Linked DNA regions of Triticum aestivum: region 1 is linked to region 2. Evidence: chromatin contacts called from public Hi-C data. All regions are on one chromosome and are shown on one strand. Each heading gives the region's core, a stretch centred on a gene start, on an enhancer-like site or on the middle of the called end of the contact. The rest is flanking DNA. Distances are from core to core; before and after follow the strand shown. Region 1 holds the start of LOC123139887 (probable protein S-acyltransferase 15). Region 2 has its middle 58 kb from the start of LOC123135078.

Region 1 (3,294 bases), core at 57-2,556, 120 kb before region 2:
GAAGATACAACAGGACAGAAATGTTCTTTGGCCTTCATGACAGAACAAGTAAAAAGTCAAATATTTCTGACATTAGGCATAATAATGCCAATATATAGAAGATAAATGAAAAATATCTTGCCAATGGATAATGGCATGGTAACTAATATTGAATGGTAGCTGCAAGAGATTGCTGACTGCACAGTGAGCTCGTAATTCAAAACAATGGTCAGCTCACTTACATGGATGATCTTCACATAATGAATACCAAAGTCGTGCTCTGTTCGTAGAAGATCGCATACAAATATCACCTGCAATATACTTTGACACGGCCATGAGAAATGTTCGTTGAAAACGTGCCAACTTTTGTTCAATGTAGTAACTTACCGACGAATAAAGGGACCCAATGGTTGCATTCAGGACACAGATGATAAAGGCTTTGTAATTTGTATAGCCCACACAGTTGTTAATCCAGACACAGTGGTGATCCTGATATTAAAACCATACCCGGGCATTTTCAGCACGGCTTCATTTCGCAGCTAACAGAATGAACATAGATAGCCGCACCTACCATTTTCAGAATACACCTTTTGCAGACCTTACAATGGTGGGTTCGGGCAGGCTTGTGGATGCAACACTTGTCACAATACCTTGATTTCAGTCCCTGTTGTGACCAAATATCGAGCTTTATCAGGGAGCTCTCCAATATTCAAAATTTTGTTGCTCCTAAATTCATAGCTATGGCAACAACTACTAGCAGCTCTGAGATGAGATGAAATCAAGAAGGGAAAAACACAATGGATTCGCATTTAGCTCAACGTGATCGATCCACAGATAGCTGATCTACTGTGATATGAACTAGGTGTCAGGTTGAATTCACTATGGAAAATTCCAGGTCAATTGAAACTTGGAGACGCTGCAGTTGAATCAAGAACCTAAATTCCAAGGAAATCTAACAGGAGGACGAAGAAGAAGGCGAGAGAGATCTGGGACCTGTCCCTGCGGGTCCTCGGCGTCGGGGGAGAAGGCAGAGGGCACGGATCCGGGATCGGCGGCCGCGGCGCAGAGGAAGGAGAAGAAGCAGGCGGCGAGGAGGAGGGAGAAGGCGGCCGCGTGGGCGGCGCCGGCCGTCGTGCCGAGGCCGAGCCAGTGGTCCAGCAAGACGAACACCGTGTAGTAGTACACCAGCGCCATCAAGGAGACGGCCGCCACGAGGGCCGGGGAGGTCGCGGCCGCCGCCACCGCCGCGGCAACGCCCCTCCTGCGCGCCATCTCCGGCGAGGTCGGGCGCTTCGTCCCCTTTCTTCTCGGTCTCGGGCCCTTCCCGAGCTTCCCTCAGGCCTTAATATTTGGGCTTGGCTTCCAGCATAAACACTACTGGGCTGATGGGCCACAGATACTATCCCTATCTCTCTTCTCTACGACTTTACAAAAGAATGCAAGGAACCACTCAAAAAAAAAAGAATGCAAGGTTCATTCTTTCCACCACCCTTTCGTCCAATCTTCCCCCTATCAATTACCTCAATTCAGAGAAATGATATTCAATCACCTTCATTTACTTATCTTCTGCACTAATTCTACTTGAATTTTTTTACCAAACTTCTCATCAAAATCTAAGATAATTCACGAGCAGGATTTGATAAAAAGTTATTTACACAATGGCATAAATATATATAGGTAAATCACGAGCTAACGTAATGGAATATTTGTTGCAGCACGCGGGGATTGTCCTAGTGATTTGAAAATAAATAGTCAAATCATCTTAGCTCCAACAAATTTTTCCTAGCAAACGGTCAAAGGTGATGTCCTCGATGCCATCAACCAATGTTTCCGTCTGGATGGGAGCTTGATGCACCACCCCAACCAGGTGTTCCTAATGCTATTGAAGAAAAAAGATGCTAAACTACTCGTGAAAGAGAGCCCCTATTCGGCAGTGTAGCGATTCGGTGCCCAGACTCATCTGCACCTGTCCAGAAAAAATTCACAAAGAATACTAGAAAAATTCAAAAAATTCTACGTTTTCCCATGGTAGAAAAATTATTCCGAGAGGCTCGCTCAAAATTATAGCTCATTTGTATATCTGATTAGCTCTCAGAAAAAAAAAGACAAATTAGGTCAAAATAGTACATGAACAGTAAACTATTTTACAGACCCTGAATTTGTCTTGTTTACCGAGAGTTGCTCATTTGTCCAAATGATTTGAAAATTGGAGCGGGCCTCACGCACCAAATTGTCTACCATGGGAAAAATTGAAAATTTTAAATTTTTCTAGTATTTATTTTAACTTTCTTATTCAACACGGGTGCAGATGAGCCCGGGCTCAAAAAGGATTTTTGCCTATTTGGGTGCTATGCACTTGCTAATGAGCTAGCGCACACCCGCTTCCCCACGTGCCCTTTTGGGCTGGACCACATGTGGGTGCATGTTTTTATATTTTTTTATTTTTGTCTTGCTTTTCTCTCCCATAAATAATTTTAAATTTCAAAAAACTTCAAAATTTAAAAAATAATTGTGAATTTTAAAAAACATTCAAGAAATCATAAAATGTTCGTGCATTCCAAAAATGTTCTTGTTTTGAAAATATATTTGTATATTCAAAAAAGTTCATGATTTCAAAAATAATATCAGGAAATAAAATATGTCAATGATTTTGGATTTTGAAAAAAATATTTTTGTATTAAACAAATATTCATGAATTTTAAAAATGTTTATGAATTCAAAAAATGGTCATCATTGTTTTAGAATGTTCACAAATACAAAAAATGTTTTTAAATTACAAAAAAAGGATCGTTGATTCAAAAAATGGTCGCTGATTCAGGAAAAGTTTGTCAAAACTATTTGTGAATTTCAAAAAGTGCTCCCCAATTTCAATAGTTGTTTCTCGATTCAGAAAAAAATCCACCGATTCAAAAGCATATTCATGAGTTTCAGAAGAAAATGTGCACAATTATATACATGTTTGTGAATTTGCAAATAAAATGTTCGCTAATTCAAAAAATTGTTCATCATTGAAAAAAAATCACGAATTTGTAAACAATGTTCATGAGTTTGAATGTTTTTCACGATTTCTTAAAAATATTCATGAATCCAAAAATACTTCATGATTTTATAAATGTTCACGAATTTGCAAACAATGTTCGCAATTTACAAAAATTCATAATTTCATAAAAATGCTTGTGAATTAAAAAAATGTTCACCATTTGAAGGAAAAAAAAGAACAAATGAAATGGAAAATGGAAAAAAAGAAAAAGGCGAAGATGAAATAAGAAAGAAAAGAACAAAAATGAAAAAAGCAGAAAAAATGAAAGAAAAAAT
Region 2 (3,378 bases), core at 128-2,627:
CCAAAACATAATAAATAAGAGTAGGAAAACATGATGCAAAATGGGCGTATCACCTGGCCAAGAGAGGCCTCCCACATCAGGCTCGTGTCCACTTTGCTGCCAACACATGGAGACTATCGAGCACCTGATGGTGCAATGTATGTTTGCGTGTGAGGTTGTTGAGCAAGTGTTGCGCTGGATCGGTCTACAGAACCATGCGCCGGTCGCAACTAGTGAAACCCTATCCTGGTGGGCAACCCTCCAACATGTCATCCCTCCTAAGCTATGAAAAGGCGTTAACTCAGTGGTCCTGTGCACTCTTCGGAGCATCTGGCTCAAGAAGAATCATCGGGTGTTCAAAACAGCCTCCATGCTCGCAAAAGCGATCGTCCATAAGATCCGTACCTATTTCTATGAATGGAAGAAGGTGGGAAACAATAGTCTTAGGGAGAGTGATCTCGTAATATATCTACTAGTAAAGGGAAGTATTCTGTTGCGATGGTATGTCTTGGTTTGGTTTCATATGTTTGTTGGTTTCATGTGAAATATGAAGAGTATCATTCTTTGGACGGGAGGATCACACTAATCATGGAGAGTATCATTCGTTAGACGTAAGGATCACGTTAGTTATGGAGAGTATTATTCTTCGAACGGGGGTATCAAGTTACTTATGGAGAGTATCTTTCTTTGGATGGAAGAATCACATTAATTATGAAAATTATCATGGAGAGTTGGACGAGAGGATCACTAGAATATATATGCCCCGTTGCAACGCATGGGCAATTAGCTAGTTTTTAAAAAAACTTTGGAATCTTTATTAAATCAAAGTACTGATACATCATCCAGCAGCCACCTAACAATTGATGCCAGTGGTTCCTCTATCCACGCGGGAAGTGGAGTCGAGGTCGCTCTAGCCTAGCTAATTCGTCAGAAACAGCATTCGCCTCCGTAGGGCAGTGGGCAATTAGCTAGTTATATGAGGGTGGATGTGAGGTTTTCTAGGCTGCCGACTTGGGGCGCCTAGCCTCAGCCATGTAAATGTGCATTGCTTTCTATCCACATCTCAAATAATGCGATCGTCTCCCCTCAAAAAAAAAAAAATGCGATCGTCCATGCATGGTACTAGGTACCATGCACCCGTGCCATTGCTGCCTTGTCTCGCCATTGCCATCGACCACTCAATGGTGAGGTGACCCATGACATCCTCTGTGTGTCTGCGTGTGTTAAGACGAACACACACAGCGTGGAGCTGACGGTAGGATCAGCTGCCAAGTAGCAGTACTACTACTGCTACTGCTCGAGAGAGTGCGAGAGCGAGGAGGCAGTGCTGACTGGGCCGTGGGGCCGGGGGCGGCATTGGATAGTACGCCGGCTCGTGAGAGTCTGGTGGGCAGGCAGCGGGTGGTGGTGGTGCGGTGCGGTGGGGGCCCACCTGCATTGGGCTCAATGGGATCGGTACTAGGTTGTTGCCCACATCGCGGGCACCTGGGCCCGCCACCACCACCCTCTCAACCCGCGCACCCATCATCGGTCACATTCACGCCACTTTCCCATGGTTTTTCTTCCTCCACTTCCCATGGTTTTTTCCTTCACCTCCTTCCAGGTTTCAACCCTTCCACTCCAATTTCAGGGAGAGAAAAATGACGATTCCATGGTTTTTTGAGGAATGGAATTCCGTGCTTAAAAGGCACGGTTTTATTTTCACCATGGACTACACCCATCTCTATTTAGATAGTCTATTTTTGCTTCGAGCATCTGTCATCACACGCAGAATAAAAATAGATGCATGACACATGTCAATTTTCTGCTTGATGACTAAATATGTTGACAGGGTGGTGACTAGACTAGCTCGACACCGCTCAAGAAAACCGGGGGCGCACACATACCTGGTGCGCAAGGATAAACCACCTATCTCTTGTCTCTGATTAGGTATTGACCGCATCGACAGATAGGTGAATGCAAGGAAAATGATAAGGCCACCGGTAGCTTCCGTCGGAAAGCTTCCCCATGTCTATCTTCCCCTTTTTCAAGATTCAACTCCAATGAGAAAACGGCGATTTCTATGCCTATTGCGAGGAAGAAAATGATGATTGTGTATATTTATGAGGAAAGTATTTTTTGAAATGTAGAAATTAGACATTCCAGATTCCCTTTATATGATGGATCACACCCTAGGCTCTATCAGGCCATTTCCTGATTTGCTTCAACCATGGTGCCATGTGAGGGAGTAGATGTATTTTTTTTTCTTTGCTAGAATGAATTTGTTTGACGGGTTGGCGGCTAGAATAGAATAGGTTCACCTTTTTTTTAAGAAAACAAGGACCACACTTGCGCGAGAAAAACCACTTGCTTCACATCTCCGCCCAAGGTATTGACCACATTGGTATTTTTGTTTGGGGTACTAGTCACATCATACAATATGTGACGCATAGAAAGCGACAGAGCAAATTGTTGCTACAGGCAAAAAATCGTCGTTAGGTTACCGACTATTATTGTTCAGATTCCCAGCTCACAAGGACCCCACAAGTTACGATGTTGATTGTACGTGATTTTACTTCACATGTTGTGTCAGTCTATGCGGCTATGTGTCGGTCGTCCTATGCATGGGTTATTGTCCTTCATTATCTTGAACGGCTAGCTAGATCTATAATTCACTATGTAGCGACACACGAATCCACATGTTATTGTCCACCGATCATTTGTACGAGTAGATCTAGAAATGACTTCAACATTTTCTTTTCAAATCTCACATACAGGAGTTGATGTTCAACACAAATAGTGTCAAACAGTTCCTCTTAATCAGCCACCTGAGGGGCTCGTCCTTTGGTGGAGCAACCTTCCTAGTTTTTACCCTTTTGGTGAGGTAGCTACACAAGTAGACGTGCAGTGCAATCATGTGTGCACTTTCTCCTCGTACTGTCCTTTGTTTCATTGCACTAAACAATTCCTTAAGACTAATGGTGAGTCTGGTGGGTGTTGGAACCAAGGATTAGCTACAGCTACGTACGTCTTGTTTATCTTTAGGGCTCAACTCCATAGAATCCAGGGCACCTTAAACCTCTGCAACTTTTAAGGTTTTTTCCCCACTCTTATCTGTCATAGACTAATCACAAATGACTAATAGATACGATAAAGGTTGCTTTCGATGTAGAAAAATGTTGCTTTTGGTACAACTAAACATGGGTCTTATCTTTGGCTCTTTGCACACTGCTGCCTTAACTTTTGCACCTCATATTTAGGAGCACCAACTTTTTTTACTAGGAGCCTGCTTTCTTCTTTCTTTTCTTATTTTGCCAACTAACTAAAGCTAGCCCTAGCTCACTTATTCCTTGTCCATGTGATGCCTATCCCTTTGACTATGTTTGGAGGAAGAACCAATACATTTCAGAATACAACAAG

The links. A called contact is a pair of places that touch in the nucleus more often than the background predicts.
Region 1: a Hi-C map of leaf shows a contact between it and region 2, with 2.9 times the contacts expected there. The contact joins the promoter of LOC123139887 here to the enhancer-like site in region 2. A contact is called at or near these places in 4 of 5 Hi-C or Micro-C datasets (leaf and an unstated tissue).

The regions. Positions count from the first base shown.
Region 1 is chr6B:711,775,667-711,778,960 of IWGSC CS RefSeq v2.1, reverse strand. It overlaps LOC123139887 (probable protein S-acyltransferase 15), which reads right to left and starts at 1,306. Exons shown (of 7, transcript XM_044559582.1): 1 at 973-1,306; 2 at 551-643; 3 at 367-468; 4 at 222-290. The coding sequence starts at 1,251.
Region 2 is chr6B:711,655,095-711,658,472 of IWGSC CS RefSeq v2.1, reverse strand. No RefSeq gene overlaps it. Among protein-coding and RNA genes, the nearest start is that of LOC123135078, 58 kb to the right of the region's middle. Within about 2 kb of position 1,377, at least 8 of the 8 cell types and tissues checked have an H3K27ac peak or open chromatin away from gene starts, as enhancers often do. A contact at or near this core is called in leaf, where this site is marked.